2 separate regions of the Mus musculus genome follow, and region 1 is linked to region 2. The links are chromatin contacts, called in public HiChIP or PLAC-seq maps. All regions are on one chromosome and are shown on one strand. The core of a region is the stretch at or near the end of the contact, and the rest is flanking DNA. Distances in the headings are between cores, read along the strand shown. Region 1 has its middle 13 kb from the start of Gm35148. Region 2 overlaps Car10 (carbonic anhydrase 10).

Evidence for each region. HiChIP or PLAC-seq counts read pairs in DNA pulled down with a chosen protein or histone mark.
Region 1: a contact with region 2 is called in a p65 HiChIP or PLAC-seq map of bone marrow-derived dendritic cells, with 13 times the contacts expected there. The contact joins two enhancer-like sites. A contact is called at or near these places in 4 of 15 datasets of contacts at CTCF or cohesin (embryonic stem cells, liver and pro-B cells), 73 of 484 Hi-C or Micro-C datasets (the AtT-20 cell line, the Ba/F3 cell line, DN3 thymocytes and 34 more) and 5 of 115 datasets of contacts at active chromatin or transcription factors (astrocytes, bone marrow-derived dendritic cells, bone marrow-derived macrophages and 2 more).

Annotation. Positions count from the first base shown.
Region 1 is chr11:93,819,527-93,823,003 of GRCm38.p6, reverse strand. No RefSeq gene overlaps it. Among named protein-coding and RNA genes, the nearest start is that of Gm35148, 13 kb to the right of the region's middle. Within about 2 kb of position 1,358, at least 81 of the 459 cell types and tissues checked have an H3K27ac peak or open chromatin away from gene starts, as enhancers often do. A contact at or near this core is called in bone marrow-derived dendritic cells and bone marrow-derived macrophages, where this site is marked.
Region 2 is chr11:93,507,011-93,510,311 of GRCm38.p6, reverse strand. The region is part of intron 5 of Car10 (carbonic anhydrase 10); the gene reads right to left. Among named protein-coding and RNA genes, the nearest start is that of Gm24856, 95 kb to the right of the region's middle. Within about 2 kb of position 2,036, at least 10 of the 459 cell types and tissues checked have an H3K27ac peak or open chromatin away from gene starts, as enhancers often do. A contact at or near this core is called in bone marrow-derived dendritic cells and bone marrow-derived macrophages, where this site is marked.

The DNA of each region.
Region 1 (3,477 bases), core at 109-2,608, 310 kb before region 2:
GCATAAATCCATAGGCTCCATTTTCATCATGAGCCAGAGAGGGTGTTTATATGTGCCTTTGTGTGTACTCCTGACATTTGCATTAGGAGAGGTTAACAGAACCGTTCGCTCTGGCTGGAGCTGTGATCTTCATGGAGTCCCATGAAGAGTGGAGCTCTGCCTCCACGCAGCCCCTGCTTCTTTCTATCATGGAGGGAAGTGCTTCCGAATGAGGATCCGTAGCTCAGGTTACAAGTTAAATATATTCCCAGGGCCTGTGGTCTGTGATTATGCAGGATCGCAAGATGCTGATCTCTTTGAGTAAGTCGTTTCTATTTCTATGACGTATTACAAAGGCTATTATAGAAGCTGCCACCACCTTGGCTGTTAATTATGTGATTACAAATCAAAATGAATGAGTATGACATGAGCTAACGTCCCTGAAGGTTTTTGAATCAAGGCTCACAGCAGCTCTGGTAGCCTGCTATCTCAGGGTAATGCTAAGCCACAGCCGTCTAGCCATCCTTGCATCCATTCAATAGATGTTGATGGAGTCTGGCCTTGAGCTAGGCTCCCATCTGTGCTGGGTGCCAGGGATACAGAGTGAATAAGACAGGGGCTGTATGCCAGGGAGCCAGCCTTTGTTCCTCAATTAGAAACTGTGCAGGTGCATATTAGAAACTGCAGAAATAGACTCACATTTTCTGAGTCTTATTCCCTTTCTGTAGCTGTAGCCATTGCTTTCAGGGGAGGCCAACCATTTGGCATCATGACATCATCTTGTCATTCATAAAGGTATTGGGTCTCATTCATAACTAACCAGGGATATGCAGAGACTGTGGGACATGGGGTGGATATGCCTGCTAGTTCTCTGGGTCTCCTCCAGCTCTTTATTTAACAGGTGAAGGACTTTAGGGAGAATCGTTCTCTTCTTTTCTCCAGGGTTCCCCTTGGCTTGCAGAAGGGTTGCTCCAATGTTTCCTGCTCAGAGAAGTGCTGCGGTACACTTCCGCTCATCCTCCCTGCTTCCCACTCAGTTCCTCCTCACCAGAGGACTGGTCTAGTTGTTTTGTTCTTGTGAGCTGTTGCTATGGGTGGGATAAATGTCTTCTAGAAAGCCCATGTGTTAAAGGCTTGTCACTGTTGAGAAGTGGTGGAGCCTTTAGGAAATGCGGTCTAAGCAAAAGGAAGTCAGGACACTGTGGGTGTCCCCTCAAAGGAACAAGTGAGACCCTGGCTCCTCCTCCTCCTCTCTCTGCGTCCTGGCCATCATGAGATATATAGCTTCCTCTTCCACATGAGGCCACATGGTGTACTTTAGTGTCATAGGTCCCAAAGCCACAGGCCAATGGCTTATGGTTGAAACTTTTGAAACTGAGCCAAAATAAACAGTTCCTCTTTGTAGGTTGATTAGCTTAGCAACAGAAAGCTGACTAACACAGCAGGGTTCTTGATGCTTTGGTAGGATTCCTTCTCTCTTCCCACTCCCATATATATGGGGATGCTACCTCATGTGTACACACACACACACACACACACACACACACACAGAGAGAGAGAGAGAGAGAGAGAGAGAGAGAGAGAGAGAGAGACACACACACACACAGACACACACACAGACACACACACACAGACACACACACACAGACACACACACACAGACACACACACACAGACACACACACACAGACACACAGACACACACACACAGACACACACACACACACACACACACACACACACACACACACACAGTATTTTGTTTACTCCTGGACTCAAAAGAACTTCCTTGCACACCATGCTTGACCATGCAGCATTTCAAGGTCCCGTGGGTTCTATGGGTTGGATTTGGTGAAGGGGTTAGACTTTAGGCATCTTTCTTCCCTTAGCTATAGGTCAAACTCCGTTAGCAATTGCAGCTTTGTCAGGGGGTCTACTTTCTGGGGACAATTGGGTATAAAACTGGCTGTTAATCAATGCTGTCTTCTAATTTTCACTGTGTTTGCTGTGGGCTGATCAGCCAGAGCAGAAGGGCTTGGAGTGGGCTTGCTTCCATGATAGGCACTTGTGGGAGATGCGGAACTTTGAGTCTGGGCATCTTGCCTTTTGGTCTGGTACCCTTCTTCCTCATTGCTCTCTCTTCCTCAAGTGGGCAGAATTTACCAGTTAGAACAATGCCTGGTACAAGAAGACATGGCTGGATGAATGCAATGATGAAGACACAGGGTTCTTGATTCAGGATGAAGAGAATGTTTACATTGTGTGTGTGTGTGTGTGTGTGTGTGTGTGTGTGTGTTTGTGTGTGTGTGTGTGTGTGTGTGTGTGTGTGGTGGGGGACAGGGAGAGGTAGTAGATGTCAGAAAACAACCTTAGGTTATTAGACTTTTTTTTTTTATTGATTCTTTGTGAACTTCACACTATGCACCCCAGCCCCACTAATTTCCCGGTCCCTCCATATCCACCTTCCACCCTTGCAACCTCCCTGCCCCCAAACCAAGACAAATAAACAAAAATAATCCCAAAATAAATCTTGATGTGGAAGCTATAGTATGCTACAATATATCTTTTTGGTCAATCATCTTTTTTTTTTAAGTTAATTATTTTATTACATCCCAAATATTGCCCCCCCTTGTGGTCCCCCTTGCAGAGTTCTTCCCTTCTTCTCTGAGAGAGTACCCTCCTCTCTTATCTTCCCACTCTGGGATATCAAGTCTCTACAGGATTAGGCACATCCTCTCCCACTGAGGCCAGACAAGGCAGTCCTCTGATACATTTGTGCCAGGGGCCTCAGACTGGTCTGTGTATGCCCTTTGGTTGGTAGCTCAGTCTCCTGGCACTCCCAGGGGTCTGTGTTAGTTGACACTGTTGGTCTTCCTGTGGGGTTGCCATCCCATTCACTTCCTATAATCCTTCCCCTGAGTCTACCATAGGCATTCCAGACTTCAGTGCAATGCTTACCTGTGAGTATCTGCATCTGTCTCAGTCAGCTGCTAGGTAGAGTCTCTCAGAGGACAGCCATGGTAGGCTCCTGTCTGCAAGCACGACATAGCATCAGTAATAGTGTCAGGGATTGGTGCTTGCCCATGGGATGGATCCCAAATTGGGCTGGTCACTGGTCAGCCATTCCTTCAGTCTCTGCTCCATTTTTATCCCTGCGATTGTTTTAGACAGGAGCAATTTTGGGTCGAAAGTTTTGTAGGTGGGTTGGTGTCTCCATCCCTCCATTCAGGGTCCTGTCTGGCTATGAGAGGTGGTCTCTTCAGGCTTCATATCTCCCCTGTTGGGCATTTTGGCAAAGGTCACCCACATTGAGTCCTGGGAGCCTCCCCCATCCCAGGTCTCTGGTATTTCCTAGAGATCCCTCACACCCCTGGAAGCTACATATTTCCATTCATTCTTTTGGCCCTTTGGGCCTTTCTCCTGTCTCTCCCCATATCTGACCGGGGTCCTCTATTTCCTTCTTCCTCCCTTCTACCACCCAGGTCCCTTCCTCCATCT
Region 2 (3,301 bases), core at 787-3,286:
GACAGTAGGGGATTCTCTTGTCTTCTCTACCTGGTCTGGTGACAAGAAAGAATGCTGTGGATGTTGAGGGTACATTCTTTGTAGAAATCATGAAAGGGAGGCCAAGTCACACCATCAGGGAAGGCAAAATAAGTCGGGGATAGAAATCTCTGCCAAATAACCAAAGTATCGGGGCAGAAGATAAGCCGGTAAGGCCTAGGCTGCGCCACTCTCCGGCCTGTTTTATAGATCAGGAAATGGTGACAGACAAGTGTAGGCAGACACTGCCAGTGCTATCATGACCCCTGCTAGCAGCTCTGGCTAGAGCATAGCAGTTCCTGTCCACTCTCATGGCAGAGAACGCCTTCTACCATGGTATGCAGCTAGAGAGGCTCTGGAATGAAAGGGTTTCTTCTCAGGTCACGGGCTGCACATCATTCATACATACTGTGAAGGTTCGCAGATTCACCCAGTAGGAGCTCAAGCATGTTTTTTCATAGGGGAACACATAGAATTCATCATGCCAAATGGTGGAGTTTAGGAATCGTTCTGGATTAGACATTGTTTCATTTCTTTGACAAAGGAGGCATTGAACACTCTGCTCAGACTTTGGCAAGCCCTAGGAGGCAGGAATGCATTTCCCAAATTGGATTATTTTTCTGAACACATTGGTCATTATTTCCTGGTTGACATGTTTTGCAAATCTGTCTAGAGAATCAGCAGGGACTTAAGGGAGGTTAAAGGGATTGATGCATGCTTGAAATGAAGCCAGTCACACTACGGCTAGGAAAGCAGTGCTTTTACGAACTTAACCTTGACCCCAGCCTTTGACCCAAGTGATCATTCTTTTACTTTCGGAAAATAAATAAAATGCCTGTCAATATTGAAAAATAAAATCCGGCACCTACAATATTAAAGATCCATTGCAACTGAACTTTTTTTTTTAATTAAAATGAACATTAAAATTAAATAACCTTAAATAACACCTTCAGTGTTGATTAAACTTGGTCTCTGCTCAGGAAAGCTGCGTGCTTCTAACCTGTTGGCATTTGTCAAAATATGAATAGTGAGAAAATGATCCCAGGGAGGCTAACCTGGGCTTAGCTACTCAAAAGGCTTTTAGAAAGTGTTCTAAGCTGGGACTTTGAAAAGACAGTTCATCACGAGGGACAGAAGGATTCCTTGGGTTTTCCACTGCCTAGTTACAGTTGTCATATACTTGTGACCTATAGTTCCTGACAAAGGTGACCAGGAAAGAACAGGCATCGTCCTTTATACAAGGTGGCCAAGAATGTGAAAATGACCTCAGTCTACAAGTCATTGGGGGCAGCAAAAAAATAAAACTTTTTGCTCTGAATTCTGGACTCTGACAGATGTGAAATGGCGGCCACTGTTATGGTAGAAATGTCCCTCTCCTCTCCTCTCCTCTCCTCTCCTCTCCTCTCCTCTCCTCTCCTCTCCTCTCCTCTCCTCTCCTCCCCCCTCCTCCCCTCCCCCCTCCCCCCTCCCCCCCTCCCCTCCCCTCCCCTCCCCTCTCCTCTCCTTGCCTTTCCTTTCCTTTCCTCCTGTTATTTTTTCTTTTGGTCAGGCGGAAGATGTCACCCCTTTGTTAAGTCAAGTTGCCTATCTCTGAGCCTACTGTTTTATTTTTCTCTTCCTTCAAATAAATAAAAGACTTCTAAGTAACTATTGGAGAAGAAGACAAATAATGAGGGAAGGGGGAAAGTCACACTTGAAACCTCCTCTGTCCAGACACCACACTTCTGTTCTGTACCTGATGTCATTTCCTTTCATTCAGTCAGGAATCCCCAGAAGTTGATGTTATTAAATTATCATTGCCTTCATTTGGTGAGAGTCTATGTAATTTGTAAAAGGGTATACAGAAAATGGGAGAGTTGGTATCCGCATATTTGTTTGTCTGATACTAACTCCAGGGGTGATGTCTTTGAGGCCAGCCCATGATATATGCATGGCAGCGTGGGTGGTTAGACGTATGAGTAGATAGGAGGAAGCTAGGATGACCATTGAGATCCCTGTGATGAGTCAGACTGTTGTGACAGTCATAAGACACTAAATCTCTCTGTTTTGTGCTGCCTGCATGCATGCTTCTATACTAACAGAGGGTGATTCTGCTTGTCTGGGATGCTCTCATTCTATGTCAGCCATGTTCGTACTTCTCTCTTTAGATCCTCTCTAGGGGCGGGTTGATGGTTTAGTGGGTAAAAAGCTTGCTATACAAGCACGAAGACCTGGGTTTGGATTCCCAGCACACATGTAAAAGCCCACTGTAGTGATCTGCAATCCTAGCATTGAGGTCAGAGAAGAGGCAGGGCGGGATGGTGAGTGGGATCCCTAGGTCTTGTGGATATAGCTAGTCTATTGAAATGGTGAGTTCTAGGTTCGATGAGAGACCCTGCCTCAAAAAGTAAGATAGAGAATAATAGAGAAAGATATCCAATATTGACCTCTGACCTCCACATGTGCATACTTGGGTACACACACACACAGACACACACACACACACACACACACAGGCGCGTGTGCGTGATACAGTTACTCTTTTTTAACTTTTAAATCTAGATAATGATGCGTCCTACTTCAGCTTCTGAGTTTTGTCAGGTTAATCAGAATAGGGTGATAGATATACCTTATTCATCAAATTGTCATATTTTGGGATGTCATCATGGATTGTGGCATCTCTCTTTGCCAGATAATTGTCCTTCCCATCAGACAGACAGGTCTCTAAGACCTGCGTATATTCATTACCATGCCTAGCATGAATAGCCTACTGGGTGAAAGGGATATTAGATAGATGTTAGAAAATTCAAATGTCTTCATTGAGGAATCTGGAATTGGGATGAGCAGCCAGCTAGCAAGCCAGCTAGTCCAGAATGGTCTTGAGCTAGAGGCTATCTCAAGTGAGGCTCTTCTCTCAGGTGACTTCAAGGCTGTGTCAGGTGGCAATTAAAGCTGACTAGAACAAGTCACTCTGAGTCCTGTGGCATATTTTAAAGGCTTCTCATCAAGTTCTTCTGTTAGCTTACTTACCCCTCAGTTGAGAACATTTCTGTGATTTGTGTTTGCCTTACTAAAATACCTTTAGTGATTTATACTCTTAAAGGACAGACAAGGCACACCACAGGCTGGCACTGTTTGTGGCTCAGAGTATTGTCTAATCTCACAGACTAGATTTAGCTGTTTCCTCTCTGAGAGACAGAGATACCACCCCGATGGTCATCTCCAAGACTGCTGCATGTTTCCAGGACAGTAGCTTATTGGTAGGATATTTGCCTGGGTAAAGGACATAATTCCCTAGGGTTGA